Regions from separate parts of the Mus musculus genome. Here regions 1, 2, 3, 5, 6 and 7 are each linked to region 4. Evidence: chromatin contacts called from public ChIA-PET, HiChIP or PLAC-seq and promoter capture Hi-C data. All regions are on one chromosome and are shown on one strand. Each heading gives the region's core, a stretch centred on a gene start, on an enhancer-like site or on the middle of the called end of the contact. The rest is flanking DNA. Distances are from core to core; before and after follow the strand shown. Region 1 holds the start of Aldh8a1 (aldehyde dehydrogenase 8 family, member A1). Region 2 holds the start of 4930455C13Rik (RIKEN cDNA 4930455C13 gene). Region 3 has its middle 34 kb from the start of Aldh8a1. Region 4 holds the start of E030030I06Rik (RIKEN cDNA E030030I06 gene). Region 5 has its middle 80 kb from the start of Aldh8a1. Region 6 holds the start of 1700020N01Rik (RIKEN cDNA 1700020N01 gene). Region 7 has its middle 92 kb from the start of Gm33892.

Evidence for each region. Promoter capture Hi-C pulls out the DNA fragments that hold promoters and counts their contacts. ChIA-PET counts read pairs in DNA pulled down with a chosen protein or histone mark. HiChIP or PLAC-seq counts read pairs in DNA pulled down with a chosen protein or histone mark. Capture Hi-C pulls out chosen DNA fragments and counts their contacts.
Region 1: a promoter capture Hi-C map of embryonic stem cells shows a contact between it and region 4, with 9 times the contacts expected there. The contact joins the promoter of Aldh8a1 here to the promoter of E030030I06Rik in region 4. A contact is called at or near these places in 5 of 39 promoter capture datasets (the SN4741 cell line, embryonic stem cells, hippocampal neurons and 2 more), 1 of 484 Hi-C or Micro-C datasets (cortical neurons), 10 of 115 datasets of contacts at active chromatin or transcription factors (astrocytes, bone marrow-derived dendritic cells, craniofacial prominence and 6 more) and 3 of 9 other capture datasets (adipose tissue, liver and pancreatic islet).
Region 2: a contact with region 4 is called in a promoter capture Hi-C map of embryonic stem cells, with 10 times the contacts expected there. The contact joins the promoter of 4930455C13Rik here to the promoter of E030030I06Rik in region 4. A contact is called at or near these places in 1 of 39 promoter capture datasets (embryonic stem cells), 3 of 115 datasets of contacts at active chromatin or transcription factors (astrocytes, craniofacial prominence and embryonic stem cells) and 1 of 9 other capture datasets (adipose tissue).
Region 3: a FOXA1 HiChIP or PLAC-seq map of pancreatic cancer cells shows a contact between it and region 4. The contact joins the enhancer-like site here to the promoter of E030030I06Rik in region 4. A contact is called at or near these places in 1 of 39 promoter capture datasets (embryonic stem cells), 6 of 115 datasets of contacts at active chromatin or transcription factors (bone marrow-derived dendritic cells, embryonic stem cells, kidney and 2 more) and 1 of 9 other capture datasets (liver).
Region 5: a promoter capture Hi-C map of embryonic stem cells shows a contact between it and region 4, with 9 times the contacts expected there. The contact joins the enhancer-like site here to the promoter of E030030I06Rik in region 4. A contact is called at or near these places in 1 of 39 promoter capture datasets (embryonic stem cells), 10 of 115 datasets of contacts at active chromatin or transcription factors (astrocytes, bone marrow-derived dendritic cells, bone marrow-derived macrophages and 6 more) and 2 of 9 other capture datasets (adipose tissue and liver).
Region 6: a promoter capture Hi-C map of adipose tissue shows a contact between it and region 4, with 2.9 times the contacts expected there. The contact joins the promoter of 1700020N01Rik here to the promoter of E030030I06Rik in region 4. A contact is called at or near these places in 3 of 39 promoter capture datasets (liver, neutrophils and stem cell-derived epiblast-like cells), 1 of 115 datasets of contacts at active chromatin or transcription factors (bone marrow-derived macrophages) and 2 of 9 other capture datasets (adipose tissue and liver).
Region 7: an RNA polymerase II ChIA-PET map of memory CD8 T cells shows a contact between it and region 4, with 15 read pairs. The contact joins the enhancer-like site here to the promoter of E030030I06Rik in region 4. A contact is called at or near these places in 9 of 115 datasets of contacts at active chromatin or transcription factors (bone marrow-derived dendritic cells, bone marrow-derived macrophages, embryonic forebrain and 6 more) and 3 of 9 other capture datasets (adipose tissue, embryonic tail and liver).

Annotation. Positions count from the first base shown.
Region 1 is chr10:21,375,882-21,379,502 of GRCm38.p6, reverse strand. It overlaps Aldh8a1 (aldehyde dehydrogenase 8 family, member A1), which reads right to left and starts at 2,203. Exons shown (of 7, transcript NM_178713.4): 1 at 2,025-2,203. The coding sequence starts at 2,162.
Region 2 is chr10:21,340,711-21,344,374 of GRCm38.p6, reverse strand. 4930455C13Rik (RIKEN cDNA 4930455C13 gene) reads left to right here and starts at 2,320. Exons shown (of 4, transcript NR_045352.1): 1 at 2,320-2,899. It overlaps Hbs1l (Hbs1-like (S. cerevisiae)), which reads right to left. Exons shown (of 18, transcript NM_019702.2): 6 at 2,396-2,661; 7 at 1,811-1,976.
Region 3 is chr10:21,409,410-21,412,858 of GRCm38.p6, reverse strand. It overlaps the pseudogene Fkbp1a-ps2. Among named protein-coding and RNA genes, the nearest start is that of Aldh8a1, 34 kb to the right of the region's middle. Within about 2 kb of position 1,653, at least 32 of the 459 cell types and tissues checked have an H3K27ac peak or open chromatin away from gene starts, as enhancers often do. A contact at or near this core is called in pancreatic cancer cells, where this site is marked.
Region 4 is chr10:22,147,341-22,150,884 of GRCm38.p6, reverse strand. It overlaps E030030I06Rik (RIKEN cDNA E030030I06 gene), which reads left to right and starts at 1,615. Exons shown (of 2, transcript NM_001254745.1): 1 at 1,615-2,396. The coding sequence starts at 1,873.
Region 5 is chr10:21,455,348-21,458,756 of GRCm38.p6, reverse strand. No RefSeq gene overlaps it. Among named protein-coding and RNA genes, the nearest start is that of Aldh8a1, 80 kb to the right of the region's middle. Within about 2 kb of position 1,581, at least 18 of the 459 cell types and tissues checked have an H3K27ac peak or open chromatin away from gene starts, as enhancers often do. A contact at or near this core is called in liver, where this site is marked.
Region 6 is chr10:21,591,460-21,595,137 of GRCm38.p6, reverse strand. It overlaps 1700020N01Rik (RIKEN cDNA 1700020N01 gene), which reads right to left and starts at 1,993. Exons shown (of 3, transcript NR_027968.1): 1 at 1,904-1,993; 2 at 1,566-1,806.
Region 7 is chr10:21,477,735-21,481,358 of GRCm38.p6, reverse strand. No RefSeq gene overlaps it. Among named protein-coding and RNA genes, the nearest start is that of Gm33892, 92 kb to the left of the region's middle. Within about 2 kb of position 1,763, at least 46 of the 459 cell types and tissues checked have an H3K27ac peak or open chromatin away from gene starts, as enhancers often do. A contact at or near this core is called in memory CD8 T cells and pro-B cells, where this site is marked.

The DNA.
Region 1 (3,621 bases), core at 954-3,453, 770 kb after region 4:
TTCACCCGGGCAGCTTTTCCTTTTACAGAGAAAGCAACTATGGCCTGAGCCAGTTGGGCTGAATGGGGATCTAGGAGGGGCTGAGGCTACATCTCAAAGGGATTGATTGAGAGGCAGCCACTACACACACACACACACACACACACACACACACACACACACACTGCCACACCAGCAGCATGTAGTTCTAAGGTAGGTCAGATGCTCAACTTGCAAACTCAGAGTCAAATCCATAGACAGGAGCTGGGGGTCAGGAAGAGGAGCACGCACAATCTTTACCAAGGCATCTAAAATGCAGCCTTCAAGTAATTTGGAAAGAGTGATTTTAATTTTAAAAGAGGAGAATTCTCAATCATTTCCCAAAGAACATATTGTTTTTTTATCTAGTGTGGGATAGGAAAGTTGTCTAGATGTGTCAAACTTCCAAAGCTCTTAATTAAGAGCTGACAGTTTATAAAGTCAAGTCTTCACTGTGTGATCACGTCCTACGGCTGTCCCTGGCACTTGAAGTGACTAGCTCATCTCCTAACTCTACACCCCAAGTGCTGAACCCCTGTGAAAAGATCTTTTTGACCTCCATCAGAGTCTTGACCCACAGGCTGAGAACCACTGTTATAGCATAAGTTTCCTCGCCCTACCCATGATAGAGGCTTCTGTTGGAACGGGAGTGTGGGGCTCCCAGGGTAAATAAGCAGATGCCCTCTTGTGGCCAAAACGTGATGCACTCAGAATGCATCTGAGTGCTTTTCTGCCCTCCTGTATGGTTCAGATTAAGTCTACAGGTTGTACTATCTCAGTTTGCACTGCATGCAAGCAAGCGCGCTCGAGCAAGCACGCACACACACACACACACACACACTCACACAGGCCCAAAATTCGGCACATATCTTGTAAAATCAACAAAGACACAGCTTTTGTGGAACCCAAAATATTTGCAAACTGGATTGCTGAGAAAATAAAACATACATATTACTGGAAAAGCAAAAGCAAATATGTTTTATTCTATTTCCTGAAGAAGTGCCAGCCGGTACCACACTCCACCTGCATCTCCTCACTTTGGAAACACCAGGAGATGGAGAAGAGAAGCCTTGGTCTCATGCAGTTTGGGTCATTGGAAGCAAGCAAAATTGCTGGTTACAATGTAACTAACAAGTTACCCAATATTCTTAAACTTTAGTACAGAGTCTAAAGTTGTTTTTTTCCTCTAGAAGACAGATTTAAAATTTACCAGTGAAGAAAAAAAGTTGAATTTTTGAAGAAAAAACTTGGCATATAAGATATATTTATATAGGAAGATTGGAATTATATTATAATCGAGTTGTTTGTGCCTTGAAAAGAATAAACAATGGGCGGTTTGCATTTGGTAACCACACACACATCAGTCACTCAGCACACCAAACATTTTTTATTCTCAGTGCAATAATTCATAACATTAAATATATCTCAAGCATTTTACAAAATTCCCCAAGTGACTTAATTCTTCATAACTAGAAAAGAAAGAAAAAGGAAAGAGAAAGGGACATGAACCCTCATTTTTTAAGTTGTTAAGTTTAATGAAATGACATGAGAGTTTAATTTTCAGCTTCATTACTCAAATAACTGGCTTTATTAGACTGGGTATTCTCAGAGATATGAGGAACTATCAGATGATGGTCTAAAATAAAGTACTGGGCTTTTGTTTTGTTCCCAATTTAAGTTTTCAAGATTTATTTTTATAAACCCATGGAGCCAGTGGGCACTTTGTAGAGAGAAGGATGCATTTCATATCGTAAGAGTTCTCTATAACTATTACAATCTGTCTGAGAATTACAAACATTAAAACCACTGTTCCCACAGCTAACAACTTTCTCTTGAACATAGTAAACTCAGAGCCATTCCAGCTCAGACCAGTCCATTCATATGATAAACTACCTTATAAAATGCTACATTTTCCTTCATCCTCTCCCCTTTAGTTTTAGAAAATGGTTGTCTACAATTTGTCAACACAGTAAATACGTTTTAGTTTCCCAAGTGAATAGACTTACCTCTTCTTTCCCACTGTTTGGAACTTTGCAATAAACTTCCCCTGTTGATGGATCGTAAGAATCTATATATGAGTTACAGGGTAAAAACTTCCCACCTATAAAGTTCTCCAACATCAAAAGTTCCCTTTTTCCAGCCATGTTAGGAAAGTGCCCTCTGTGTACAGCAGCCCTCTGTGACTGCCCTCAGGACTTTGGACACCCTCATCTCACCCCCAGGCCCAGTGTCCTCATTTGCATATCCGAACCTGGGAGGAGGAGACCCGCTGCGCTTCAGAACTTTCCTGATTCCAAACTCGGATGGTTCTTGAAGGCAACTCATGGTCCATTCTGAGAAATGGGCACTGCATTAAACTAACATCAAGTTACATATGTACAATGTCTTCAGATTGTCCTTTCATATCAACTGTGTGTGTGTGTGTGTGTGTGTGTGTGTGTGAGATGATTTTATCGGCACTGCACCATAAGTGCCCACTGTTTAAACACGAAGTGCAAAGCATAAAGAAAATTGGCTCCACAGAATATTGTCCCATGCAGCAATCCTTACTTCCTCCTTTCTAGGGAAGGCATTGAGCCTCTGGAAGGTTACACAATGTGGCCAAGGTCACACATGAACACTCAAGTACTGACAGGAAATGAGAAGAAACTTTAGCTACATTTACACCTAACAGCCTGTGAGTCCATCTCAGGAGGATGCATCCATGTCCCTGTAGGGACTGGCCACAGGAGCAAGGGAGCCGTCTTCACTACCCGGCAATGCCGTGGTTTGAACGCTCAGAATTCGGGCACGTTTAACCCTCCAGTGGCAGTGTTTAAGTGGGCACTCCTGGAGTTAAGGTGCTGCTCACGGCCTCGGTGGTGCCTTCGAAACAGGCTATGGGTCATTTGTGCCTTCTGCCGCAGGAGCACAGCTGCCCTGCCTGGTGAGGAAGTGGCAGAGGCAGGGGATATTTACCATACACAATCTCCTCACACCAACATCATGGGCTTCCCAGTCTCCAGAACAACAAGAATTCAGGTTCTCTCAAGTGATCGATTTTCAGTTATTCTGTCACAGCTGAACAGACCAGCACATGGCCTCTGAGAGGACAGGACACACCACCGTTCACTCTGCTGAGGCTCCATGGATAACCAAACTCTCTTGTGCATCATAGCGCTTGTTTTGTATTTTGCAAGTAACCCTCTGAAGGTCTTGTTCCTTCTGTTCTCCATGTTGCTATCTCCCCATCCTTCCTGTACTTCACGTCTCCACCTACTGACGGCTGTCTGTCGTCTTTGGCGTCCCATTTTCACCACAGTGCATTTGGTGAGAATTTGTTCTTAACCGTGACTGGAAGAGGCTGCTTTTCTACCACTGGCTTTGTCTTTCACCAGTTGTGGAAATGTTTTGGCTGCTGTATTGCTGTGTTTCCATTCTCTGTATTTCTACCTTGTAGAATGTTTAAAATGTAAAGAGAGCATCTTCAATTTCTTACTGACCATGAATCTCCTCCCTCCCTGTCTCTGTCTTTCCCTCCCTCCCTCTCTCCCTCCCTCCTGGCCAGCTTCTTCCCCCTCCTCCTTTGACTCTGAGCTACACTCTCCAAATCTTGCCTCTACT
Region 2 (3,664 bases), core at 1,071-3,570, 810 kb after region 4:
TTAAGATTAACTAACAGTAGCAAAATTACAGTTATGAAGTAGCAACAAAATATCTTCATGGCTGGGGGTCAGCACAGCATGAGGAGCTGTAGTGAACGGTCACAGCGTTGGAAGGCTGAGAACTCCTACTCTAGACCATTCAAGTGAAGAAATTCAGCCTGCATTTAACAGCAACAGTACTAACACCACAACAATCAACTCCAGTTTGCCGAGGCAGTCAGGAAAGTGGTTTCCTTAGTCAAGCCATTTGAGCTTGTCTAAGTGATGTCTAATCCTGGTTACTGTTCTTAATAGCTAATGCCCAGAGGCCACTTTAGAAAACTTAGGAAGGAGTCAAGACGCAGCTCCTCCCTCAAGTGTTTGACCCACTGCAGTCTTGACTCAGCCTTGTCTATGTCTGAACCTTTCGTATCCTTCCGCAAGGATACAAAAATGCTACCCGGCTATTAGTATCTGTTCTTCAACATAGATTTGCAAATATTTAACATTTCAAATATATTTAAAGAACATAGCAGTTTTAAAAATGCCATTCTACAATATATTGTGGAGTGAGCTAAAATCTTGTAATATGTACTCCGAAGCTGTCGACAGAACAGTCTAAATTATACCATGGTGAGAAAGGCAAAGCTAGTGGCCACAATAGCACCACAGTAAGTAGATAGTATAGCTGGAAAACTAAAAAAGAAAAAAACTGGTCATTTTAGGAGCAAGTGCAATTAGCTCACTTGCAGCTCAACCCACATAATTAAGTAAATTTTACTAAGCCCTTCCCCTTAAATTACACTCTTCTCAGTCTACTAATCTACAGGATCAGGTTACACAAAGGAAATAAAAGCTGTATACTTTGATAGTCTGTTTGTTAGACCGGTGGGAATTACTTGGGCTTCACTGTTTCTCAGTGAATTGACAGGTTAAGCTTTTGTGTAAGGGTAGGAAGCAGGGTCATAATAATATACAGAGAAAAAGCTATATAAGGGAGAAATACCATGAGGATACAAACACCCAGCTATGAGAAGCACTAGACTCATGCAACCTGGGTTAGCGAACTGCCTTACACATAATGGAGACAGGGACTGCAGGAAAATGAACTCATGCAGAGAAAAGTCTGCAAACGCACATATACTCTCTAATCATAATCAGATTAAAGACTTGAGAGATGTTTCGACCGTTAACTTAGGATTCTGACACCCTGTGCGTGTTGGTCATTATTTTAACTTAGTTGTTCTGTATCTTACATAGACAGAGTTTGCTTCTCCGCGTCTGATAGCCTTAAATGTGATATACGTCTATGCTTTAAATTACCTCAGAAGAGGTAACTGGCCAGAGATACGCGAGTATCTTCATCCTTCTGCTAGAATCCACCTAAACTAGCACTAAGCCCCGAGAGACACTGAAAGAATAACTGACAAGATAGATTCAATTGTTTCTTTCTGGACTGTGAGTGTGTGTCTCATGAGAATGGAATTGTGAGCCTGTAGTCTGGACCTGCTGGGCAGTTCCTTTAAAACCTGGTGCAAGACTGAGTCAGATCCGACTTTAACAACCGGATATGCCGAGGGAGCAACAACTGCCAACTCCACTGGCTCACAGCAAGACCCACTCAGGGAGCCTCACCGTCCAGCACTGCTGTCTGCCGGTGCTCCTCCTTGTTGGGTTTGGGATAAATATTCTCTTAACCTTCTTCTCACAGAATAAAGTATGACAAACAAAAGGAATTCTGAACGTCTCGCTGATGCATTTATGTGTTACACATTCAACTTCCAGTGCCCACTTATTTTAAAGACTAAAAGCGTTGAAACATAGCGGCTACCTTTCCCTTTCTTCTCCAGTTTCATCCAAGACCCACGCATATGCAAATGAAGCCTTGCCAGCCTTTTTAGATTCTTGCTCATACTTATGCATAGTTCTTTTGTTTACATTACCCAGAAGATAAAGCATATGGCCCATCAGAGTACTTTTCCCAGCATCAACATGACCTAAGGAAAATTGATTCAGGGTTAATACTAGGTACATTTCAGATGCTCACATTGAGGCATTGCAACACTAATTCAACAGCGTGCGTCAGTATTTAGTATAACAAACACCAATTTCTATCAAGGTTAAAACACCTAAATGGGGGAGGGGGTGAGGACTGCACACACAGTTTTAGAGAGGGCAAAGTTTCCCTTTTTTGGGGGGGGAGATGCATCCCATTTTCAAAATGTTCACTACATAAAACTGCCACAAGCTAAGTCCGATGATGCCCTCCTTGGTAACGCGGCCCCATTGCACCCTGGGTGACCAGAATGCATTATGATGCAATGCCTCTTTGCTTTATTTAAGCCTACACTGCTCCAAGAGGCTGGGCGCCTCCTGCCGCGGTCCTGCTAACCCGGCGGGCAGAACAAGGGCATACCAATGACCACTAAGTTGAGGAGCTGCTTCCCGCCCTGCCGCTTTTCCAATTCCGCTTTCACGTCTATCTGCTGCCTCAGCTTGCCAGACTTTCTCACTGGTGTCGGAGTGGAGCCCAGCTCTTCTGATGTTTGAAGGGAAGGAGGTGGGAGGGCAGATTTTGGAGTGCCGGTCTCAGGAATGTTAGGAGAAGCTACGCTCACATCATCACCAGGAGGCCCTTTGTGAGGAGCGCGCACACTGAGTCCATTTTCCTCAGAAGTTAAGCTGCAGAAAGATGAGAAAAACTGTGAGAAAGTCATTTCAGACACTGCCCAACTGAGTCAGGGGGCAGGGGTATCTCTTGGCAACCCCTGATATTCTGGGTCTCAGGTCTGTCAAGCTGGAAAAGAGAAGTGACCAGAGCCAATCCACACAAACGAACACTGGGAACCCTAGGTGTCTACTAAACATGAAGACTCCGCCCTGGCAGACAGCAGGCAGCAACGCTGCTGCATCCTAAGAGGTAAACACAGCTTTAAACTTTCAAATGTCTCTAAGATCTAAAAATGCCCATTCTGGGCCCAGGCCTACACCCACTGCTAGAACGGCAAGAATAAATTGGTAACAATGTTTCAGACACTTTGTCATATAATTTTATGATCTTAATTAACTTGATTTCTTATTTCTAAACGACCTTTCCAAAAGTGGAACCATCTGTTTATAAATCTAAAGGAGTAATCTCCTTGACTTGGACACTAAGACTTACCAGACTGTGTACTGACTATCTGTCCTGCACTTGATGTCTCAATCAGTTCTACTTACATGTCTAGAGGTAGAGTTACAATTCTCAGTATTAGTAAAGCAGACTGTGCTCTAAGCAATGAGTTACCTCTTACACATGTACATGGAGAGAAATGAATTGCCAGCGTGTATTTTACATTCTCTCATCCAAGTTCTAGCTTAGTTTAGCTTCCACAGTCAGTCAGAATCAGGAATGTGTATTTGTGATGTTATGGCCAGGACTGGGTGTATATGCAATGGTATAGCCAAAAATGAATTTTTGGATCAAATGGGCTTTCAAGAAAACTCAACACATTATAAATGTGATTTCTTGAACTCTTGGTAGCTTTTGTTTTCACATGTGTGTGTAGGTCGAAGAACAGCTAAAGGGTGTTGGTGGTTCTCTTCTTCCACCAGGTGGTTACTGGGAATCACAGGCAGCAAGGCTTCTAGCAAACACGGCTACCGTCTCCCTGGGCCATCCGCATGGTCATTGTTTAGGGTCTAT
Region 3 (3,449 bases), core at 404-2,903, 740 kb after region 4:
TTCCTTTCTCCCACCTGGAAGTCCTGCCTACTCGCCCAGTGATTGTTTCTTTATTCGTTAGAAGGATCATATGAAGTCCTGAGTATGTGATTCACTCCTCATCACAGGCAGCCCCTCTTGGGGAATCTGAATTAGCATCAAAATACAAACAGCACAAGGGCTACCCATAACACTCCCCCTTTCTGTCCAATTAAAAGACTCTTTTACCTCAGCCATAAATTGAGCACAACTATCACCATTCTGTAATGTATAAAGTACAAAATACACCGAACACCCAGTCCATCAATTTTGTCAATTAAATAGAACACTGTTGTCTATCCTAACTTAAAATAGGCTTATAAAGCCATGTTATAATCTGGTTTAGCCTGTATACTACCTGAAAACCATCTTCTCAAATATATTTTCTCAATGTTAATTGCCTAGGTTGGCTATGAGAATATAACTAGTCTTTCAACCCTGTCAGAAATCTGAGAGTGGCCCACATTATCTGAAAATATAGGAAGCCTAACACTGCTTCCAGAACTGAGACAAGTTGTAGAGGCAGCTGCCTACGTATACAGCCCCAGTAAGACAGGAAGTTGGAGAATCAGGACCCCTCTGAAGGGTTTAATCTAAGCAGCAGACAGAACCACAGGGTCTTGCAATGAGATCTGTTTTAACCTGTTGTTTGCACCTCAAGTTAGTATATTACCACTTAGGGTAGGAGCAGAAGGTTGTCTTCTCAAGCTTAAACTTTGCCATTATTTTTCTTGATCAAATTTTATACCCGACAAAGGCTATTTGTGTCCAGTGACACTGAGCTGGAAGTGCCAGCTGCTACACCAGAGTCATGGGTGTGTCTAAGCCCCACCCCACCTCAGCTACAAAACCTTAATGGTGTAACTAGTGGCAGATTAGAGCGGTCCGGGCCCATTTCCATTCTGTAGGCGGCATGAATGGCTATTCCCTGTCTCCTTCTGGTGTTTACCCTTTAGCCACGTGGCCTGCAGCCTGAACAATGTGGTAGTCTCCACCTAGCAAGTCAGCCACCCAAAACTGAGTGGTCCAAGTTTGTCATCCTTCCAGCAGTGATTCCTTTCATGGCTATAACACTCTCTGGTTTTACCACAAGCCTTCTCAGGATAACTTGGTCCCTGTGAAGTGAGTCACAGGGTTAGAATGACTCTCCTCCAAACAGGAAGGGGTTTGGGGGAGGCTGGGGACTCGTCCAACAGTGCACAGAAGAACTGGAGAATAACAGTTTCCAGGTCACTGTACTGGGTGCCCACCTGGCCTTTTCTTCTCATGACCATAAAGACCCATGCTTCCTATATTGATAATGGTTGACTCTGGCCACTCTGGATTTTAAACTTTTACTGAAGTAAAATATATTTGATACAAAACTTACCATCTTAAGTACACAGTTCTGTAACATTCATGTTGTATGACTATTGCAGCATTTTCCCAAAACACTGTCCTCATGCCCACTAAGACGCTGTTTCTCATAACACTATCTCCTCTCCTCTTCCTCCTTCCCTGCCTCATATTCTCCCTTCTCCTCTTCTTCTACCCACTCTAGGGATCCCCACTTCTATCTCCATGAACTGAGTGCTCTGCAAATTTCAGATACAACCCTGTGTTTTTGCACCTAGACCTTGGCGTTCTTTCAAGGCTTGCTGTGCTGTAGTGTGTGTCTGGACTCCAGTCCTGTTTACCAGGCTTAATAGGAAGTGCCCCCATTGTATCCGTAAAACTATTCTGCTCAGACATTTGCACTACACTCCTAACTCCCTCCGGGAGTCACCGCTTATACTGTCGTTTAAGGAACTGGCTCTCCTCTTTTCATAAAGTCTGGCAGCTTCTCTTCGCTGGAGTGAAAAACAATATGACAACAGAATAAAAATGAGACAGGATTTTTCAAACGCACACATGTGCACACATGGCTTGCCTGGGTCAAGTTGAGCAATAGTTTTGGCTACACTGGGATATTCTGTGTCTGATTCTTTCCCAAACCTGGTTTCCTAGCTTTCTCATGACCATGAGACTTTGGTGGTGTGACCATGAGACAATATTAGAATTGGAAACCCAAGAGTTCTATCATCCATCAAAGCTAAAGAGATGCCCTCTTTTATGACATCCATTTTTTTTTATGGATATGATGTTTTTCCTTTATAGAATGTGTGCTATGACAAGAGAGGGATGAAGCCGAACCTTTGAACCACCGCCAGGTCTGCTTCGGCTCCACCCATTGCATGCTGCCACCCGCATCCTTCTCCTCCTCTATTCTGCTCAGACATTTGTGCCGTGGGAGTGCAGGTGGAGACCATCTCTCCTGGAGACCTGCGCATCTTTCTGAAGCATAGCCAGAGGTGCACTACATGGGGATACTTGAAGATGGAAAGAACTTTGACTCCTCTCGGGACAGAAGCAACCTTTTAAGTTTACACTAGGTAAGCAGGAGGTGATCTGAAGTGGAAGAAGGGGTAGCCAGATGAGTGTGGGTCAGAAAGCCAAACGGATAGTGTCCTCAGACTATGACAATGAAGCCACCGGGCCCCCAGGCATCATCCTACCACATGCCATTCTTGGTTTTGATGTGGAGCTTCTAAAACTGGAATGACCGAAGTAGCCTCCTCCCTTAGCTCTGCATGCGGATCTGCCATGGAGGAATCTGGTACCTCCAGATGGGTGCACATGAATCTGTTGGGAGCTTTGCCTGACGTCACCACCCTTTATAGACACCTACCCGACTGAATGTGTTCTGTCACTTAAGCTTTGCTTAAGATACCTCCATGTCCTCTTCCCCCTTCTGTATGTGTGTTGTCCTAACCTATATGCCATAAACCTCAAGTTACTTTATTTGGGAGTGAAGACTCAGTTTCTGTCTTTCAGATCTAAGTTTCCAATGAAGTATATTGTCGTGTTAACAGCACAAGTGATGGGTTAATTTTAGAATATGAATTGGTGTTCTGGGGGGGGGTTTGCAAGAATTTTTATTTTATTTTAATTTTTTGGATGAAAATGTTATCTATTATATATTAAGACATTCTGTTACTGCGCTGCAAAGCCATAGCAGATTCAAGATGCTGTTGAGGGCTGGATTTTTCTCCCGTGAGGGAGGTCCTGTTAAACTGAAAGCCCTACCCAAACTGAGGTGGGAAGGGAGGGAGGGAGAGAGCCTTTGCTTCTGACAGTCCTCCCATCTTCTGAGACTAGCTGCCTTTTAAAGCAGGTCCCTTCACTGCTGTGTTGGACACTACAATATCTGTCCCTGGGACAGCAGGGACCTCTGAAGCCTTCTTTGTGACCTGGGTTACTTTGTTTTTCTTCCAATGGTTTTTCTAATAGATTTTCTGGACTTTTGTAATCATGTATCTATCCACGCTCCACTCCCTAAATTTAAGAATTTTGGTGGACAGTTTGAATTGAACGTGCTGTTTGTAGACTTACCACCCAACAGATGCCCAGCC
Region 4 (3,544 bases), core at 366-2,865:
GCCGCACGCGTGCACTCTTGCTTCACGCCCCAAGTTTACTTTCCTTATTTAAAGCCTTGCAGTTCAAATGCACACCCTGGGCAGGAGCAGCACGGGGCTCCGCGGCGCATTCGTCCTGTGGACGTGGGCGTTATCTGTGCGGGCGCATCTGCCTTTGCGCACACGAGCGGGTCGCGGTCCCCAGGCCTCCCCTCGCTGAGCTGGTGGGGACCCTTTGGCAAGGCTTCCGGAGAAGCTCGTGAAGGATTTCATTCAGTGCTAAGACAGAGAGCTGAGACAGAAAGCAGAAGGAGGCGGCTGCAGCCTTTGTAGTCGCGGAGGAGTGCAGAAAGGTTGAAGCACTATGTCAAACTTTTTTGAAATGGGGTCAAGTCACATTTAGCCAGCGTGGTAAAGCAACAACAACAACAACAAAAGTGGAGGAGGAGAGGGGGCTAGGGACCGCCGCTCCGGTCTGGGTGTGCGTGTGCTGCCCCCTCCGGGAGCCTGGGCTGGACAGGGGCGCCAAGGCCATTGCTCCCGCTACCTATGTGGCCCTCGACCCCCGGGAGAGGCCTGGAGGGTCCTTTATGCAGCTTTTTAGGAAAGCTTTCAAAGGAGCCTGGGGTGTCCCTGCCTTGTCCAGGTGGTGCTATGCTCGCACCCAGTGGGGGTCGCGCCATGTGTTCTTTAATTCCAGGCGGAAGAGCGAGCGGGGGAGGAGGGGTGCGGGGCAGGTAAACGCATGGGGACCTTTCCGGATACGCGGCTGTAGTGGAACAAGGTCCAGACCAGACTAAGGCCGCGGTGGGACGGGAAGGCTCACTCGGTCTTCCCTAAACAACAGAACGGGGATGGGACGCCCGACCGCGCCTGGGACCTAGCCTCCAGCCTTTGGAGAACAGAGCGACTGTCTTGGCTACCAACATTCAGCCGCCAAGGATACCGGGCGGGGGTTCTGAAGTCGCGATACAAGGGAGACCTAACCCTTCTCACACCCGGGAGACCTACGTTTACTGCCCCCACCCCCACCGTCGTAAGGGCGGTTGCTTTTGCACGGGTTGAAAACTTAAGGACCAGTCCCGGTTAGCTAGCAAAGTCCCGAAGTTACTTTTCAGGACAGGACAAGCAAAAGTGTGACGGACCTGCCTTTCCCATACCCTTGCGATCTTTGTGTGTGTGTGTGTGTGTGTGTGTGTGTGCACGCGCGCGCGCGGGAAAGGGAGCAGGACACTTCTCCCCTTCCAGGGCCCCTTGCTCTCCCACCTCTAGTAGCCCCAGCCCTCCCCTACCAGATGGTCTGTCCTCCCTGAGTTTCCACAAGGGAGGTCCTCGGCGATTCGGAGGCAGAATTTCGTCTCCCGCTAAGCTTGCCATACCCCAAAGACCGTTTGTGAGAGCGAGTCTCTTTCAAATGTCTCCCTGTAGAAAAACTGAAAGTAGAAAGGAAGCAATCTCCGAGCAGATGTCTGACCACCCCTACTCGCATACTCGCAGCATTGGGTTACAGGGTCCTAGGAGCCCCAACCCCGCTCTGCGACCCCACATGGGTGAACCCCCGGTGCTTTCACGCCAGTTCCGAACTCCCCCAGGTCGCCCCGTACTCCGCGCGACGAGTCAGGGAGGGCAGCTGAGAACAACGATATAGGTATAAATATTGAGCCGTGACACTGATGCGCCCGGCGCCCCCCTCCCCCGCACTCCGGGCACACTCTGGGCTGCTCCGCACGCCCCCTCTTGTCCCGCTGCGTCCCGCTCGGCGCTCATCCCCAAGGGGCCCCAGCAACCTCTTCCTTTCAAAGACAGCACGAGCCGTGCTGGGGAAGAAAAGTAACTTGGTTTTTCTCCGAGAAACCTGGCCGGATTAGGCAGCCAGGGCGAGTAGAGGGGAGAATGAGGGGAGCTGGTGGAACCCGATGGAAGTCTCCCGGGCAGTCTGATCACACTTTCTCCTTGTCCTCCGGTCTCCTCCTCCTAGGTGCAGAGATTGTGGGCAGACTACGTAATCGCTGCGGAGGGGGAAGAGGAGGGATCTCCGGCGGCGGCGGCAGGGCGCGGAGACTCAGCTGGGCGGAGTTTCGCGGCTGCGCCCGGCTTGCGCCCGCGGGCGAGAAGGTCGGTCCGTCTAGCCCGGGGGCCCCCGAGGCGTGTAAGTCAGAGAGTACGCACCCCGGTTCCTCTGTGCCGCACCGACAGCCTGCAGCCAGCAAGGAGAAGGACAGCCTGGGTGGCGCCGATCAGAGTACGAGTGCTTGGCAGAGATCGGCGAAGGCCCCCGACCTGAAGAATGGCGGCCGCTTCCTGATTCCGAAGCGCCAGCGAGTACAGACCAGTGAGGAGGACTTGCGGCTCTCCACCGTCCGTGAGGTGGCGGTGCTGAGGCACCTGGAGACCTTAGAGCAACCCTACGTGGTCAGGTGAGCCTGGAGCCCTGGCTATGGGGTCCGGGAATGTGCTGGGCAAGGGGCGGCTGGTTGCCCAACTAAAGTTAAGAGTTGAGTTTCCTCAGATAAAACCGGTGACCCTGCTAGACAGGCAGAAAAAGAGACCTGCGGTGGCTCCCCTCCCCCTCCCACACCGCTCTGCGTGCCCCAAGGGGTCTGGGGGCTTTGGGTGTCTTTTAGGGACAAAACCAGACAACCCCAAGCCCTCTAGGACTCAGTCTACAGAATCTTCCTGGGCTGGGTGTTAGTTTTGTTTTTTGGTTTTTTTTTTTTTTCTGTTTGTTTGTCTTTTGGTTTTTTGGGGTTTTTTTTTTTTTTTTTGGTTTTTTGTTTGTTTGTTTGTTTGTTGTTGTTTTTCGAGACAGGGTTTCTCTGTGTATCCCTGGCTGTCCTGGAACTTACTCTGTAGACCAGGCTGGCCTAGAATTCAGAAATCCGCCTGCCTCTGCCTACCAAGTGCTGGGATTAAAGGCGTGCGCCACCACGCCCGGCTCCAATATAGTTAGACTTATAAGTACATTTTTACTTTTTTTTACTACATTTTAATTTTAATTACTACATAAATAAGTAAAAAGCCAATGTAAATAAAGGCCCCCATTGTGCCTATGCTTTAGTTGGGTGGCAAGGGTACATGGGGTGCAACAGCAAAAGATAATGAGACGAGGGAGAATGAGTCTTCTAGAAAGTCAGGTTTTACTAAAAGTGGATTACCATCTGTGTGTCTGTCTGTCTGTCTGTCTGTGTCTTGCACTTCAGAGAGGTCTGTGATCCTGAAAGTTGCTTGCTGGCTTTGAGTCACTCACTACCCTAGAGGATCACTACAGCTGTAGCAAAGGATGAATTTCAACATTAGAATTTAGTATCAAATTTCGTTTGTCTGTTACCTGTGGGGTGTCCAGATAAAAGGTAACAGTCATGTATGTAAATACAAAGTAGCATTCTTCCAAACAAACACCCTTGTATAACCAATCATTGAGTGCAGGTCAATACAAGTCCCTCTAACAGAAGAGTTTTGGCTAGCTGGCTCACCCTGTTCTCCTGTTTTATCCTCTTGTGTCTGGTGTGTCTCTAGATGGTTTTTAGTTGATCCCACAGTAGGAATTTGAATTGTGAATTCAGGA
Region 5 (3,409 bases), core at 332-2,831, 690 kb after region 4:
GAGTGGACCATTATAAATGGCTTTCCTTCTTCATGCTGAAGAGTGTCTTTTTGTTTGTTTCCTATAATTGTACATATTAACCCAAATTTTCTATTCTGGAGTCACAATAGAAGCCTTCTTTTTATCATATATCATATACCTGAAAAGCTAATTAGGATACTCCTCAAGGGCATCCTCTGGATTCTTCATCTCTCTCTCCAAGTATCACTTGTTTTTGTTTGTTTGTTTCTTTTATTTGTTTGTTTGTTTTGGGATTTTTTTGTTTTTGTTTTTTTGTTTTTTTTTCCTGTTTTGTTTTTTGAGACAGGGTTTCTCTGTGTAGCCCTGGCTGTCCTGGAACTCACTCTATAGACCAGGCTGGCCTGAAACTCAGAAGTCTGCCTGCCTCTGCCTCCCAAGTGCTGGGACTAAAGGCGTTCACCACCCATGGATTATCCTGATCATTCCTCTCTTCTAAACTATGAAAAGAAATGTTTGTATTGCAGGATCTAGAAACAGAAACAGTTGTCAGAAACCCAAAGAAGGCACTGAAAGGATCCCAGGACTGCAGAATGCTGCTGTGGTTGCCACCCAGATGGCCTGCCGAACCACAGGTGCTACCCAGGTACCCCGCAGAACCGATGGGCACTTCATATCACCCACTCACATCCAACTTTTATCTCGCCCTAATTCAGAGGACATTTTTTCCCCTCATATTAACCAGTCATGAAATCAAAGCTGCCCCCCATTACATTGTGTTTTTAGTATGTGTCTGTGTGTGTTCATGTTATGGGGTGTGGGGTGCAAGTGTCTGTGTGTCTAGAGGCCACAGTTGAGGTCAGATTTGTTAACCCTGAGAATCATGAGGAGAAAGACCAAACTCACAATCATTGATTGATGGATGGATGGATGGATGGATGGATGGATGGATGGATTGATTGCAAGCTTTATTTAATACTGACCAGGACGGTCGGCCATACCCAGGATTCCCAGAAAACGATGCTGAATCAGATTAGCCAGGCTAACCTAAAGGCAAAGCTCACAAGGTTACATACTTCCTGTCTGTGTCTGATCGAGGCAAGCATACATCCTGAGGTACTTTCTGCCTCCCACCTCCATGAGATCAAGCACAGCCTGTGTGGGTGGGACAACCAACCTTGTTTACTGAAGTGAAAACATGTGGCTTGCTATGTTACACGAACAGCCCTCAGCATTCCAGAAAGAGACCTGTCCTCGGATACGTGGAGCTTACAGGTTAGAGACATTTTTTATACTTCTCTTAAGCACAGTAATTTAAACTTAAAACACAACTTTAGCCCTCACACCGTCTTTCTCAATTGCTTGACATCTTATTCATTTGAATACCATGTGGCCTCATTACAGAATTCGGAGCTCACGGGCTCTGCTGCACAGGCTGGCCCGAAGGCCTCAGAGATCCTTCCATCCCCACTGCACATGCTGGGATTTCGTGCACATACTACCAAGCCCAGTTTCTTAAGCATGGAGTCTGGAGAATGAACCCAGATTTTCCTCCCTGCTCTGAAACACTCTGCTGACTGTTTATGTGATTCCCCAGCCACACAGCTTCCCCGCTTTTAAACCCAAGTGGAGAGTTTAATGCTGACTCATGACTAGATGGATCAGGAGAGAAGAGCAGCCTGTTCTGCATTCATTTCAACCCCACAAATCTTTTCTAGGTACACGAAAGAAATTCAAAGGCCCAGCTATGAGTTCAGACACACTGAGTTATTTCACAAGAGAAAAACAGAAAAAGGTCATATAATTAGCAGAAAGAAGTTAGGCCCTAAAGGTAGACAAAGCAAGGCTGACAATAGCTTTGGGAGCCTGGGGCTATTTTCCTATCTGATCTCCTGGATGGAAAAGAGGTTAATTAAATGCTACAGTTTGGGGCATTTGTGTGGAAACAGGGGGACAAGCACATCCCAGATGGTAACGTGAGCTGTGTGGTATGTGGGTCACTGTTTTTCAAGAGTGAGCCTGTCTCCAGGCGCAAGAGGTCTAACCTGAGACATTTGGTACCTGGGGATCTTAGCTGAATTTTCCAAATTAAAAAGCAGGTTTGAAAGCCAGGCTTGTCAGGAACCAACTGTCCCCCTGTAACAGCAGGGACACCAGTGAACACACAGCCACAAAAGTGAGAACGTGATTGCCAGTATTTTTAGACAATTGTTCTTTATGTTGCATAAACGTTGTTTAAATAATTCATGCCTACATAATCAAGATCCCACACAGCAACTACAGTAGATTTTATCTGTACATACCAAGGAGGCTTAAAATATTACTGTGTTCAGAGCTGCCTCTCGTTATCCCCCTCCAATTTGTCATAGCCTTAAAATTGCAGAACAAAATTCTTCTTTAAAAAAAAAATCAACAGAGGAAAATGGAACACAGATTTAAAATAATAAGAAACAAATATTCCTAAAATTTAGAATAATGCCCCTCCCCCCTTTTTCTGGAAACACAGCAGAACCAGCTAGTTTCAAAAACGCTGAGCTGAATTTAAATTTATAATATTAATGATTTTTATTAAATGTTGTGGGATTTAATGAGAATGCAAAGCACATGAGAGGCATTTGAGCTGGCTGCTGTCAGAGTGGGTGACTGTAACGTATACCAGCCTCTCGAGAGATGAAGGCTTTCTCAAATACACCAGCGGTGCCAGAGATGTGTAATACAACGATAATGAGTTTCTATTGTCTTCTGACACCTCATTGTCTTTTATCAAGGGCATTTTGTATAAGAAATCGTTAAGGCTTGACACTCTCTAGCTGTAATAATAGAATGACCTACTTAGTAAGTTGAAAAGCAGGCAGGAGTTGTGGGGACAAGAGAGAGGCCACTTTTCCCAGGTGTTCCATAATGATATCAACTAAGACATCAATCTCCCTGACAAAAATGGATAACAGTTATCTCTTCCTTGGGGGCATGAAGGCATCAACTTCTACACCATTAATTATTAAATCCATTGGCCTTAAGAATGAAAGCAAATTAAAATTTATGCTTTTAGCATATGTGTTTCATTTTCATTGATTTTTTTATATAGTTGCCACAAATGTAGGTAAAAATAAAATTACCCTGTAGATGGAAAAATAGAACCTAGAGAATTTAATGGATGTTAAGAGGAACAGGCACACTAGAAAGCAAAAATATTCAATAAAAAGAATACAAACATGACATATTTAAAAAATAGTTTCGCACGGGCAGTAACTTGAGAAAGGCCGACTGAACCTTGTATCTTGTGTTTTCTCTTCCTATGGGAAGTTTCGTTTGTTGTCCAAAGGACTTAGGAACTCAGGACCCTTCGGCTCTGGAGGAGGCTTTGTCTGGGTGGAACCCTGAAGGAATGGCGCTGGAGGAGGCTTTGGCAGGGGTTTGTAGTACAGAAGACAAAAGCAGACGATGGGAGTTG
Region 6 (3,678 bases), core at 744-3,243, 560 kb after region 4:
CCTTCCCCGGGTACTTTGGAGGGATGGAGGTAAACTGCACAACTGACTGCTGGGACAAGTCAGTTTCTAGAGAAACCAGAAGAGAGTAAGTGGTGACAGATGACACATAACCCTGGGGACCAGAGTCCTCCTGAAAGCACTGTGTATGCACATAACTCAAGCAGGACATCTCTCCTCAGCAGACAACTAAGGTAGAGTTCAACTTCTGATCACTGGCTTCAACAGGAAGTTATTACTACTAGTAACTATTTGTGATTCATGAGATGTCAAACAAAGCATGCATTTTCCAAACTCTAACTCTCTCTCTCTCTTCCACCGTGAAATCTCTGGTATTAAATGGGCTTGAAAGAGTCGACTCAAAAGGTTACTAGAAGTCCTATACTTATGAGGTATTTAGTCAATGTGCATTTTCACATGGTAAGCTCATTGAAAGCATCTTCTCTAGAGTTTCCGACATTTGTCAAGTATTTAAGGCATTACTGCTATGTGAAATCTGATATAAGTGAAGTGACCACTGAAGTATTTTCCAGTCACGCAACTGAAAGTTCGCCATATGGCCTTTCTTGTGTTGAGTGAGGTAGGATATATTGATGGAGGTTTTCATCTACTGCACATAAGGCTTTTCTCTGCTGTGAGTTTCCTTGTGTTATAAAAATGAGATGATTCCCCAAATTTATCACTTACACACATTTCTATGGTGTGGCCATTTCTCATATTTAACAATGGATGTTTTAGAGATTAAACTTTTACTAGAACTTTTCCATACCTGAGACCTTACCCCCACTGTGAAGTTAGAGGAGCCTAGCAGGTATGTATTTGAATTAGAAAGTTCTCCTACATCCATCATACTTAGAAGATTGTGATCCTTTGTGAAATCTCAGGTATAAAAGCTTGGAAGTATGCTAAATAATACACACACACACACACACACTCACTCACTAACACACACACAGAGGCTCTTTTTTGCTGTGAAACTGCTCATGCTGAACAAATTCATTTTTTGTGACTGAAAATTATTCCACATCTGTCCAGTGTATGGGCAAGTACGGGGCTCACTGAGCCCTTCTGTAACTTCTCTGATACTTGGGACTACAGCTCTCCACAAATGAAGACCAGCCTTTTCCCCTTTCAAAGATTATCTTATGACTCTACTGCAAATTTAACAAGAGTCTCCTAAATATTAGACATTCCACATGGCTACTATGCAGTGGGTTCTCCAGGCTGGATAACTGGTTAAATTTTTTATTTGATGCCTAACACTCTTACAGAGCTAAGCTTCAGGGTGTGAAGCATTTGTTGAAGATGCTCTGCTCACATCCTTCATCCTCCACATCAACCTCGGGAGCGAGCTTAGATTACCTACGCCATCATGCTTTGGTTAACAGGGAGTCCCTATTGGCATCTGTACTGGCTGGGTTTGTGTCAACTTGACACAGCTGGAGTTATCACAGAGAAAGTATTGAAGGGTAAGCTGAATAAACCCTTTCCTCCCCAACTGCTTCTTGGTCATGATGTTTGTGCAGGAATAGAAACCCTGACTAAGACAGCATCTATCGCTGGGGTACCTGGGAAGGATTTGGAAATCGGAAGTCCCAGGGACAGCACAAGCAAGAAATTCTCCAGCATCACGTTGTGGTACAGGAGCTTCTGAGTGTCATCGAGGAGACCCCACTCCTCTGCAGTGAAACGCAGGCACACGTCCTCCAGGCTCACACAGCTCTCGCCTTGGTTCCCACGGGCCTCCGCCATAGGATCAGCGCATACACTGGGGCCTAGCTGCTCAATGGGTTCTCAACCTCAGCCGCTCTGTGGAAGAGACGAGAGAAGAGGGCACACTGGGTATCCACGACACTACATCTCAGGACGACACACTGATCACCACCGAGGGACGCGGAGGACTCACCTGGGAGGTCACCTCCGTGGGGTCACACGGCCACACGCTGCAGAAGCCACCCCACCGACAGACCTCGGGCCCTACTTCCAGAACGCAGCCAAAGCCCTTGCTTTAACGAACTTTCTGTGGTGATGTCACCGAAAATTCCGCCCTGGAAGTCCCGCCCCTCCCCTGCCGCAGTGTGTTGTAAACCCCGGAGTATCAGCCATGTTTGCATGAGGCTTTAGGGAAAGCCGACTGCAGACATTACAAAGCCCAGAGAAGTCTCAGCTTCAAGTCCAGTCATGTCCATACTAGTTGTTGGTTATCTGAGAGGGTTGATACGTATAATCATACTAATTTTGGAAGCAATATTTCATACACTGCGATATCAGAAACTATCCACTTTTTAGAAAACGCCGATTGCCTTGGCTAGACCCTTGGCTAGGATATTGTTCATTAATATGAAGTGCTTTCTATTTTTATTTCGTACTCTCATTGATTCTATAAGTGAATGGGACTAAGTGTGATATTTCCATACGTACCCGGGCATTTTAAAACTCTTGCATTATTCTACTTACTATAGGTATCTGTTATGCTTATGAAAATTACATTTGGGGAGATTTATTACTTCTAAGCAAGGTCTTACTCGGTAACACAAACCAACCGCCAGCTCATTGCAATCCTCCTGGCTCTGCCTCCTAAGTACAGATTAATGGTGTGAGCCAATCACACCAGCCTGGGAAGGATTTTTAAAGTGATAATTAGTTACCTGATACTGCTAATTGGTCGACACCAATTTGGTCGGTCTAATTTTTCTCATTTTAGGCGTTATTTTAGTTGAATGTCTCGAATAATGGGTCTCATTGGCGTTTTCATACATGTATATGTTGTGATATATTTTAAACATATCCCTGAATTACTATCTTTTGTCCCTGTCATAGTGTCCTCTTGCTGTGAAGAGACACCATGACTACAGAAACTCTTACAAGAGAAAGTGTTTAATTAGAGCTTGCTTACAGTTTCAGAGTTTAGACCATCGTTTTCATGGCAAACCTGGTGCTGGAGAAGTAGCTGAGAGCTCTGCATCCTGGTTGGTGGGCAACAGGAAGAGCGAGACTATTAGACTGGCTTAGACTTTTTAAACCCCAAAGCCCAGGCCTAGTGACACACTTCCTCCAACAAGGCCCCACCTACTTCAACAAGGCCCGCCTCCTAATCCCTGCCAAGTACCACCATCCCCTGAAGACCAAGCGTTCAAATATACAAGCCTGTGGGGACTATTCATAACCAAATACCACAGTTCCCTACAACTGCGGTCTCTTCTCAAATTGTCTCACTTCCACTTCCATGTATTATTATTATTATTATTATTATTATTATTATTATTATTATTATTATTATACCTAGATTCTGCATGTGAGAGTAAATGTAGCTTTGTCTTTCTGTTTTGGCTTATATGTCTTTAGATGATGATTTCCAGTTTCAACCGTTTTCCTACAAATGGAATAATTTTGATCTTTTTAATGGCTGAGTAAAACTCTGTTGTATTCAAACTCTACCATCAGTGTATTGAGGACCAAGGCGTCAGTGAAGTCATGTGATTCGGTACGGACAAGCACTGCCAGAAACACCTCATTTTTATTACTGGTTTTGTTTGTTTGTTTGTTTTGTTGGTTTGTTTGTTTGGCCACACTCACACATGACCCCATATGAACCCACAGTTGAAGCTGGGCTCTGCTGTTTCACTAGTTTCTTTGTGTATTTTGTCAGTGCCACATTATCTGTTCCCTTTTTGTTCCTAT
Region 7 (3,624 bases), core at 514-3,013, 670 kb after region 4:
TCAGTAGGATGCTTTGCTTCATTCCATCCTAATATACACTGCTGGGCAGGATGCAGCATAGACATTATATCTCCCTTGGATATGGGCACAAACCATTTCAATGGGGGAAGGACATTCAAAGAATCCTCAGTCATCCTCCGTGGTGATTTGAATATTCTTGGCCCATGGAAAGTGGCACTAGTAGGAGCTGTGGCCTTGTTGGAGGAAGAGTGTCTCTGTAGATGGGCTTTGCGGTCTTATGCTCAGGCTCTGCCTAATGTGGAAGAAACCTTCCTCTTGGCTGCCATCAGAGCAAGTTGTAGAACTCTCAGCTCCTCCAGTATCATGCCTGCCTAGACTCAGTCATGCTTCCCACCATGATGATAATGGACTGAAACTCTAAACCCATAAGCCAGCCCCAATTAAATGTCTTCCTTTATAAGAGTTGCCTTGGTCATGGTGTCTCTTCACAGCAATAAAACCCAATTTAAGACATCGTCTTAAGCAAAATAAAACAGGTTTGTACACAGAGCACAAAGGGGGTACATACTGTATCCTCTCTCAAGACTCTAGGCCATTGTGGAAGAGGAGGTGAAGAGTGTAATAGACAAAAGTGGAGGATGGCTACCAGAAAATATACAGCAGGTAGTTGCACATATGAAGTCACAGATATTGTGACCGCATGCACAAGACCTGTGCAAGTGCAAGCCAGACCAAGTTTCAGCATGGAGAGGGAAGTGAAGCACACAATCCCAGCCCTAGCTGTGGAGCAAATGGCAGTAGTTAGCAGCTGGGAGAGGAAGAGACAGTTTTCTCCGAGAGTGAATCCTCCTGATGATTGAAAATGTCCCCCATGCAATGCCAGGAATATTTGGGCAGCTCAAATTGGTCCTGAAGGTTGTTTTTGTTTTTGTGTTTTGTTTTGTTTTGTTTTGTTTTGTTTTGTTTTAAGAATATGAAGTTAGGTGGGAAGAGAATTGGGGTGGATCTAAGAAAAGCTGGGTGATGAGAAAGATTAAAATTCACGTTGTACCAACTCTCGATTCTCAGAGAACTAATAAAAATAAGAGAATGCAAACATCCCTGCTGGTCCTCCTTCTCTCCTCACCTCACTTGGAAAGCACTAGTTGGACAGCATTATTAGCTGAGTCGAATCCTTGAAAATCCATGTGCTGTACAAGAACTCATAGTGGCTACAAGCACAAGACCACAAGACTTGTACAAGAACAATCCGGCATGGATAAGGGGAAGGCTTGTCAAGCCCCACTCTTTCTCAGAAATTCTAAGCCATTGATGGATGCTGAGAGACGGGGAGTACTAAATAGACTCCATGGGGAGAGGGGCATGAAATCATGAATGAAATGTTGCAGGGGTAATGGGAGAAATTGGGGGAGGAGAGAAGGAGGACAGATTTGATCCAAACGTATTATATGTGTGTATGAATATTAAATAACTTTAAAGAAAGAAAATCAGTATACTAATCCTTATCCCCCATGTATCTCAGAATGTGGTCATGGGAATCAGCCTTTGCACATTAAAAGATGAGATCCTGTGGGAGTAGCGTGCGCCCATAACCAAGCATGGTGGATGTATTTAAAGGAGAAAGAAACTTTGACACAGACCTCCACATGAAAACAAGTCCGGAGTGGAAGACACTCCTCTGAGTCAGGAGTTACAAGGATAACCACAAATTATCAGAAGCCAGGCAGCAGCTGTGGTACAGACCTTCCTCACAAGTCTCTCCACACAATGAGATAGTAACTACATTTCTGTTGTTTAAGCTGTGCAGTGTGTGGTTTATCACACCACGCTTAGAAGCTAACACAGGAAGTACTTGGGTGGTTAGAATCCTCGTTACCATCTGAAGCAAAGGATGAAAACATAAAAAAATTTCATCACTACCAAATTTTTAAAAACAACTGGGGAGCACACTGAGAAATTACAAGCATCTCTATAGTCAATGGACTCAGACAGCTAGTGCTCAGGTCAGACTTGTGGTTTAAGCTCTGAGGAAAACATACCAGAAGAAAGAAAGGAAAGGAGAGAGTGTAGGAGGGAGTGAGGGACGGAGGGGGATAGGAAGGGGAAGGGGAAATAGAAATCAAGCAGGAAATGATATATATTACCATTAATCTTTTTCTTCCTAATATTTACTCTCTATATACTAGAAATGCATGCACACTCCTAGTGTGATGCCCTGGTATCCCTGGGCTTCCAGGATTGTGGCCTTCCTCCTTTCCTCCTGCTGTCTACTCAACCATGAAGAAGCAGCCATATCTTGGTTACATAGCTGATGTCAGATGATGAAGACGTTCCCAAAAGAACTTCACCTCAACATACAGTTTTATGAACACCATGCTTGTTGAATTAAAAATATTTCAGAGCATGAAGGGTTCCTGAGACATGTGTCATGTCCTCCCTTAGACACATATAGGTCACAGCCTTAGCCTCATGTCCACAAGTCTGGTTGGCAAGTACTTTGGGATTATTTACCCTCAAATAATACTCTTACTTTCCAAATTGTAATAAAAAACGTTTGTAAAGCCACCATTTCGTGCATATTTTAATTATTCACATTATATAATCTGTTTTGGGTTTACATCCTTGACTTTTATGAAGCAAGGATCAGATGTGTGACCATTAAAATCATCTAAGAGTGTAAACAGATTGTGTCAACGTGACTAATGCTCAACCAATTTTGTAACATTTCCGAATGTTTTGGAATATTTGATAACTTAATCCACCAAAGATCCATATATATTTTCTTTCATTTTGTTGTTTCATGCTGTGTTTTAAAGGCAGTCAACAGGAACTCTTCACTACAGGAATCTACAGAATTGACGATTTGGTCTCAAGTGGAGGCACAGAGGGGAGGTTGTATAAACCTTGGAACTTGGCTTCAAGTCTGACGTCACAACCATGACAAGACTTCAGTCCAGAACACTGCACTTGTACACAGTATGCTTCCTTGTGCAAGAACAATTCAACAGAACAGTCGATAACAGAACAATCTACAGAAACAATTTGGAATTATGCCACAGATTGAACATGCCATCTACCAAACAAAGCAAGCCTCCCCGTGGAGGAACGCAGGCCATTTGTATATGAGGACAGTTAAATCAAACATAATTACACTCTTTTTCACTGTGACTGATTCATCATTGCTTATCTACAAAGCCACAGGACAGCCATGGAGAAATTCTGTTATGTATTATTACCCAGATGGTTTTATGGGGAAAGATGAAGCCAGATTCCTTGGTTCCAGTCCAATTTGTGATCTGGGTTGGTTCAAGATGGTTAGAAGTATCTACAGCATGGCCTTCATCTTTTCAGCCTCAACTCCCACAGCAAAACCCTCCTCCTCTAAACTAAGGATTCTTTTAAAAAGAAAAATATGCACAAATATTTCCTGTGGAGCTCCCAGGAACCAGGAACTGATCTGTGTCTAAAAGATCAGAGGGGACCAGTGTGGGCATTTCTCCATGGTGTTTTCCTCCTGGTGAGAGGTATGTCACCAGTAAATGTATGGTGTGTGTTTGGCAGGGGTGATCGTCTGTACACCACAGTTCCTGTGTGGAATTGTCACTGCTAGCTGCCTCCCTTGTACTGAGCAGAGTCCATCTGAGTAACCCTTTGCAACATACT